Linked DNA regions of Triticum aestivum: region 1 is linked to region 2. A link is a contact called in public Hi-C data. All regions are on one chromosome and are shown on one strand. Each heading gives the region's core, a stretch centred on a gene start, on an enhancer-like site or on the middle of the called end of the contact. The rest is flanking DNA. Distances are from core to core; before and after follow the strand shown.

Evidence for each region. Hi-C and Micro-C count contacts between places; a contact is called where the count stands out from the background.
Region 1: a contact with region 2 is called in a Hi-C map of leaf, with 5 times the contacts expected there. The contact joins the promoter of LOC123097814 here to the promoter of LOC123097813 in region 2. A contact is called at or near these places in 3 of 5 Hi-C or Micro-C datasets (leaf and root) and 1 of 1 datasets of contacts at active chromatin or transcription factors (leaf).

The regions. Positions count from the first base shown.
Region 1 is chr4D:344,941,125-344,945,289 of IWGSC CS RefSeq v2.1, forward strand. LOC123097814 (L-ascorbate peroxidase 1, cytosolic) reads left to right here and starts at 2,523. Exons shown (of 9, transcript XM_044519645.1): 1 at 2,523-2,796; 2 at 2,894-3,068; 3 at 3,158-3,223; 4 at 3,999-4,047. The coding sequence starts at 2,678.
Region 2 is chr4D:344,453,033-344,456,760 of IWGSC CS RefSeq v2.1, forward strand. It overlaps LOC123097813 (arogenate dehydratase 2), which reads right to left and starts at 1,417. Exons shown (of 11, transcript XR_006447458.1): 1 at 1,032-1,417; 2 at 833-894; 3 at 624-716.

The sequences.
Region 1 (4,165 bases), core at 1,273-3,772, 490 kb after region 2:
TGCGTCAAGCCGTCCGAGCGCGACCGCGAGAGGCTCAGGCATCGCCGCCGGCATGGCGCGATAGGATATTCGGCGCGTCCGCGTCAGGTTCACACGATGCTCCGCCGCGCGGCCATTACTCCCTGTCGCGTCTGCGCGGGCGCCTTTGATGCGGTAGGTGAAGATGCTTCCGCACCGACGAGTTACGCTTGGCCGCCGGGTCGAACAAGGTCCCGTGGCTCGCCTAAACAGTCAATTCCCTTTCTCTGATTCCCCAGCTTTTGTGTTTTTCCTTATTCCCTGGCCAGCGCTTTCCCCCTTGATTCCCTGCTTTAGTGCTTTTACCATCTTCCGAGCCAGAAAGGACACGAATTTGATTGACACGGTCATTATTCGTTTTCCTTTGGTGGTCATCGGTTGATTGCTGCAGTAGTGCACTATCTCGTATGTTTCTTTGATAATGAACCACTTGTCCTGTAGTATTCTCTGTTTTGTTTAGTCGTAGGTGGACTGTTTAGTTAGTGGCTTAGTGCACACAGAGAGCAGGAGCATCTACAACCGCGAACAGCAAATCCAACTCCTCAAAGGTCCGCCAACGTTATCAGACACGTCCGCAGGGTCACGCTTCAAATTTGCTCATCTGCACCCGAATGCATTATACTAGAAACATTAAATTCACACAAAAGCATGCACACGCACATCCACGTTCTACGTAGATCAAACAACCTATGCTACCCTAATCCTCATCAAAGGTGTTCACTATTTCCGTGCCCGGCTCCAGGTACATGGGCGGCGGCCGCAGCTCCGGCTCTTCAGCCTTCGCCTCAAGTTCGACGAAAAGCGCGTCGGTTGCCGCCCGCTCCTGCGGGATGAATTGCCGGTTGGCCTCCACATAGGCCTTATCCTGGATGGACTTCAGGATGGCCTGCTGCTTCGTCATCTTGTCCGCTTGGGCAACCGCGAACTTTGCCTCTGCAGCCTCTATGTTGAAGCCCGGAGCCGGCACCAGCTCCTCCTCCTGCTGTTGTGCCTCATCCTCCTCCGGATCCGCCACCGCCATCGGAGCCGGTTGCTACTCCTCTCCGCCCTCCTCATCCGGCTCTCCGGAGGCAGCCCTCTCGTACCGGCGCTCCGGCGTGAGCATAGCATACGTGGCTATCTTTTTGCTGAACCATGGCGAAGCCGGAGAGCGTGGGAAGAGCGGGAGAGAGGAGGTGGATGGGCTCGGGTTGGCGACGCGAAGAGGGACGAGGTGGATGTGGCTAGGGCTGGGCGACGTCGGCCTGCTTAAATAGCCGAATTTGGCCTCGAACGGTGAGTCGGGGCGGCGCTACGCGACGTTCACATCACCCACCGAAGGAAACGTCCATCGGACTGCCGGGTTTCCGGACGATTCTGTGTAGGACCCAATTGTCAGTCCAACGTGACGGACGTGTCCGGACGCCCTATATCCGTCCTAAATTTGGTCTGGACATGAGGGGCGCCAATCAATCCAGGTGTTTGAGGCCCATATGAGGAGTTCGTCTGGGTCATTTTTTCATGACCGGTCAGTCCGTCCGGATGTGTGAGCGGGTTTTGGGTGCTACTGTAGATGCTCATACCACCTCTTGCTCGGAGGCTCTCTGCCTGACCAAGTCTGGAACGGGTTTTATGTCTGAGACCGTCACCATGCTCGTTTAGACCCAACTTCCGGTCAAGCAGACGAGTTTTTTCAGTGATCGCCAGGCCAAGACGATCAACGTCATAGCATTAAACGTCTTGGCCGGGGGTTTCGACAGCTATGCCAACAAGTGTACTGCTATCGTAGGGTAGGAACCAGCGGCTACTACGGAGAGACGGGACAGATGAGGCCAAGCTTCACAATGAGAAACGGATCCACCAAGAGGCATCATTCATCTGCATTCTATATGGGCTAACGAAGATGAAAAATTAGACCAAACCTCTGGCGATGCGAAACGGATCGGTCGCAGCGGCACCGCGTACACACCATTGGTAGTCTTCTCACGCTCACGCTCACGTTCGTAGTTCGCCAAAGACGACGACGCACATGCACCGGTAGTCTTCTCAAGCTCACGTGCACTAATCTGCACACAAGAGAAAAAGAAAAAAAAGAAAGGAAATAGAAGCTGAAACGAAATTGCTGGGAGGCCGACGCGGATGGATGAGGCCAGGCACACTTCCCGAGCAAGGCTGGGCCGGGGATAGCGGGGCAGCGTGCGTTACCGGAGGCAGCAACGACGGACCCGGGTCCACTCCAGCCGCGCCCGTACCAACCGGCTCACGCCACGTGTCCCACCAGCCCGTGAAGCCGTGAACCGTTGCCGCTACTCGCAGACGAAGACCGCGGGGCTCCCGGCGAAATGACCAAAACAGCCGCACCACCTTCCACCTTTCGCCGCAAAGCAGGGACAAAATCGTAACTGCACGGCCGATTCCCTCCTCCCCCCCACTTGGCCATCACTGCTCGCGTGCCTGTCACGCGCGTCCAAATGGACCGCCGCCCCCACCGCCGGATCGCCCAAGATCGACGGCCGAGAGGCGCCCTCCCAGAACCTTCCCTTGACCCCTGCGCCGGCGATATAAACCCCCGGGGGAGCGTGGCTTCCATTCGCCCCATCCACCTCGCTGTCTTTTTCTTCACTTCCCCCTCGCCTTCTCCTGCCCTCCCCTCCTGATCGGAGTCTCAGCCGCGGCAGCCATGGCGAAGACCTACCCCGTTGTCAGCGCCGAGTACCAGGAGGCCGTCGAGAAGGCCAGGCAAAAGCTCCGCGCCCTCATCGCCGAGAAGAACTGCTCCCCGCTCATGCTCCGCCTCGCGTAAGCGCCCCCCCTCTCCTACCCGCGCGCGTTCGGATTATCGACGGAGTTTTTTTTTTTTGCCTTTTTCATGGCCTGATCTGTTGTCGTCGCGCAGGTGGCACTCCGCTGGGACCTTCGACGTGTCGTCCAAGACAGGCGGCCCGTTCGGGACGATGAAGAAGCCGGCGGAGCAGGCGCACGCCGCCAACGCGGGCCTGGACATCGCCGTGCGGATGCTCGAGCCCATCAAGGAGGAGATCCCCACCATCTCCTACGCTGATCTCTACCAGGTTCGACGCGAGTTCGGTCAGATCTGGTTGACAGTACCCATTCGGTCCACTGAATGTGGTTTCTGATGATTCATTTCTCCTGCGTGCAGCTTGCGGGAGTTGTCGCGGTGGAGGTGTCCGGTGGGCCCGTGATCCCCTTCCACCCAGGGAGGGAGGTGATATTTCTTAACCTTGGTTAACTTTGCATTTTCCTCAGGGTTTTAGTCCAGGGGACAGTGTGGGTAGGTTGGTGGTGCCGAGTTAACTAGAAGTATTCTTGTCAGCATGTGATTTCGTGTTTGGGTTGGTGGCTCTTGGTACAAGCGACTACATTAGTCTATGTCCGGCGGCTAATTTGTTTGACACCACCTATATTTTTATTATTTCGTGGAACACCACGGAGTTGTATGATCCTGACGCTCGGCCTAATTAGTGGTTTTGGTGGGCGGCAATGTTTGTGCTGTCTTGACTTGATGTGCTTGCTATCTCACATCTAGAGCTATAATATCCTCTAGTGTACGACAATTAATTAGTTACTGTAATGTTTATTGTACATCACGTATTGTGGCATTCAGTTCTCATTCTGTATATGCAATCTTTCTAGTCTAGGTATTAGTTCTTGTTGGCTCACATTTTTGTCAAGCATTCACCAAAATCGTAGTAGAATTATGCTGAGCTTCCTGCCACGAATAACTCTAGAAGGATGTGGTTGCTATGTTCCTGATGGTAATGCCATTACAGGCTTCAATCAAATAGAAAGGGCCAAGCAAACAAAATTAATCTTATTTTTATTCTAGTTAGAACTTTTTTTGCGTGCAGTCGGGAAGACCAAGTTATGATACTTATGCTGTGATATGTGATAATCGATGAGCACTGAGTGCTCTTGGTTATAGTTTTTTTTTGCAATTGTTTAGCTGAGCACATTTTAAACTTAACATGTGCCTTTTACAGGACAAGCCTCAGCCCCCACCTGAGGGTCGCCTCCCTGATGCTACCAAGGGTACCATTCTAACCCTCACAACATTTTTCTAACTATAGAAAAGGCGTATTCACTATGGAACAAATATTTATAATTAATACTGTTGTGAAACAATTGTAAATGGAAATCATGCTTTGAT
Region 2 (3,728 bases), core at 167-2,666:
TGGGGCTATGTCGTACGCGACTGAACAGGAGCTATACGAGGTGCAGGTGCGGGAAGACTCACTCATGTGTCCAGTGCGAGTCAGACTGAAGCGGGGGCCTGTTTGGCGGCGCTGCAGACGGCAGCCGAGTGGGGAATGATCAATATTCAAATTGAGTCGGACTACCAGCAGCTGATTAAGGCGTTGGAAAGCACAGCTTTCGATCTGTCGCCGGAGGGTGTTATCTATAGAGACATGCGGCAGTTCCTGAGGCTTAATTTTAGCTCTGTTGTCTGTTCCTATACTATAGGAACCCGTGCATGTAACAAAGTTGCTCATGTCCTTGCCGGGTTTGGAGCTCGTGGCCAGGATACCTGTTGTATTTGGGTGGAATCTATGACAGTTGATGCAAGCGTTCTGGTGGTTGGCGATCTTGCCGACACACGGTCTTAATGAAATAGAGATTTAAAAAAAACTTCAAACCGTCAACACATTTCATCAACAAATATTTAACCTCGTTTGATTCAATGTTTCATCTTCTGAAATCATGACAAGAATCAACGTAAAATGCGCAACTCACTGCACCACGAACAGCATACACAAACATACCTAAACAGGCCCAAAAAAGGATCATACTACGATACCTGAAATGCAGTATCAAAGTGCTCACAGGGCACTGTCTGGCAATTTGGATAGGCCTTCTTTGCTGCAGCCTCGCTGTACGCTCCAGGGAAGCCCTGAACAATCACCAAACCAAACCTCGTTCAGATTCACAACAAAAAGAGTACACACACACACAAACAGGGAGATTGATACGCAATGAAACCAAAACAGCACGCGTTTCGTCGAGCACCTGGTAGGCAACCTTGAGCCCCTCCCCGCTCGACTCCATCAGATCCGCACTAGTGAGAGGCCCTAGTAACCCCAGCACAGAATCACGCACGCCATGAAGAAAGCGCCAGCTGATTAGTTAGTCTAGTTATTATATTATAATAAACAAACGAGAAAAAACTTCTGGAGATCGGCTAAAAAAGCGCCGCCGCTGGACTTACGAGGCAGCCCGTGCGGATCGCGGTACGCGGGTAGAGGGGAGTCCGCGACAGGTATAGGCGGGGCCCGGAGGCCGTTGAGGTCGGCGGACCCTACGCCGTCCGCCACGGGCGCCCGGGGCTGCCGCGATGTGGAAGGGAGGGGGGCCGAGTTAGCGTTGGTGGAGCTGCTGCATTTGATGGAGCGGCGTGGTAGCGGGGAGGAGGGGGACGAAGAGGAGGTGGCGGCGACGGCGGAGCGGGTTCGGGCGGGGAGGAAGGGGAGCCGAGGTGTGGTCATGGAGGCCATAAGCCGCCGCGCTGGCCAGGAAGGAAGGCGGAGGTGGGGGGTGGCCGATTGGGGAAGTCGAGAAGCGAAATAGGAAAATGATCCCCGCGGTCACGGGCTTTTCCAAACGTGACGCGAGATTTCTTTTGTGTGGTGGAAAAGTGGAACACGATGCACGGGCCGTGAGGCTGGAGAGCAGTGCGTGGCGACGAGCCAACTGTTGGAAGTGAATAGTAAAGAGGACTGTCCTATAAAGACGTAAGATACGAGTGATATGACTGAATGGTGTACCTGGACGGAAGTACGAGTACATAGGTTTGAGGGCGAATAAAAGAGGTATAATAGCACCCCAGATCCATGAACTTGCGATGATTTAGTCCAAAACTTGCAAAATGTCACTGAGGGCTCCCAGAACTTGACACCCTATGTGATGATTTGGTCCAGAGCGAATCACAGCGCGACAAGTGGCAGTCCAGAGATGGGACCGGTTAGCACTGGCATTTTTGCAATAAACCCCTTGCCATTCCGTCGATTTAACCCGCACTGGTTAGTGCTCATCTTCTCCGCCGCAGGTGCCCCGCCCCCGGCCGCCGCCGCTCGTCCACACAATACAGTACTACAGTCTCTGTCGAGTTCTTGCGGTGTTGGTGCTTTTACGGTGCAGATTTGCTCGTCGGGGTGTTCATCGATGCCATTCTCGAGCTGCGGGGGGTCCCGGCGAGGACGCGGATCTGGTGCGTGGTGGCCTGGCTGTTCAACCCCTTCACCTTCACCATCGGCACCAGAGGGAACTGCGAGCCCATCATCTGCGCCGCCATGCTCTGGATCCTCATCTGTTTGATGAAGGGTGTAAGCTCTGAATCCTTTTTTTTATGTCTATTCAGTGATAGCTACCTTTGTGAACTACTAGCTCTGAATATTTTGCAGTCGTGTGATCTGCTGATTCTTACTTGTCAAAACTCGGAATATTTCTCTTCAAATTTTAGTAGGTATATAATTGGTCTGAAAGTTGCGATGATGCTCTGCACATTTAGTTCATTATGTTTAGTCTGTAAAGTATCTTCCGTTTAGTCCTTTCTTAAGTTTTTGTTCACCAATCAATTGCCTGTCTGTTGGATGATCAATCCCACTATTTAGCTTATTTTTGTGAAGTAGTCCAATTTAACCTTTTATACAAGGGGGATTTAACTTATTGGACCAATGGATTTACAAACAAAAATTTGGCAGACTGCATTTTACAAAGTTGGGTGTTGCTTATGCACTGAAATACATGATGGTAACATCAGAAAAATCCCCCACACAAAAAAAACCTCTCAGAAGATGGAAGGTGTACCCATAATCCAAGAAAACCATACTAGATTTCTATCACTTTTGCAAAACCACATATACCAAATAATTTGCTTCTTAATTCTTATACATAGTTCTAGTCTCCTCTGTACCTGTCTGATGTTTTTCCTTGAAAGACATCAGTACTTGGTGCTCAACAGTTAAAGTACCTTTGCTTCAGAATTCAGGTTTTCTTTTGATTAATGTCTTAATGGTGTCATTACAGTGTCTTTTGTCCTGTTTCTTCACTTGCTTGACTCGATGCATTTTGACAGACATTCAGCTTCATAATCTAGTTTGTGAAGTGAAAGTTGTCAGGCAAATGGTTTGCTTGCTTGCAACTTCCCAAATAACTTGCAGATCATTTACTCTGTTGCTTACTTGCATCATAAGTATGGACAATTTACTAGTATTTGCAGTCACATGTAGTAATAAGATTAAAAACATAGAATTATTGTTTATAAATATTTTGCATGGCTATCTTACAGTTTGATTATCTACTGCAGGTAGAGTACTGCAAGCAGCATTCTGGTATGGGCTGATTGTGCACGTCAGAATAATCGTTTGAGATAGCAGTCACTTGAGTGTGTAAACTCAAGCTCCTTTTAGCTGCTGGCTAGAGTAGTTACTCCTATCCTGGAGTTGAGCAATACTTGAGCACTCAGATGCGATGAAAAATTAGATATGCGAAATGGGCAGTAAATAACTCTTTACTGTAATTTGTTTTCTTCCAAATAATTCCAGCACCAAGCTTTGCATCGGTGCAAATGACACCGAAGTAAGTTAGCTCGGTATACTATCTCAAATACAAACATCCATCAGGAAGATGAAATGTGGATCATGGGGCCACATGCCAGCGGCCGCATTGTACTGCATTTTCGGACCGGTGACCTACGGCCATTGTATCTAAAATCTTCCCCTTGTTCGCATCAGGAGTAATAATCAGAGTATAAGCCGTCATTCCGCACAGGCTAGAGGAGGGCATTCTACCTGAACTGAAGAATGTTTAATTTCTCGGGAGAAACAGTCTTTTATTTTCAAAATATCGTGTGGACATTGCGATCATCCTGTACGTGCGTGCAGCACAAGGTTTGTTAGTCCTGCAC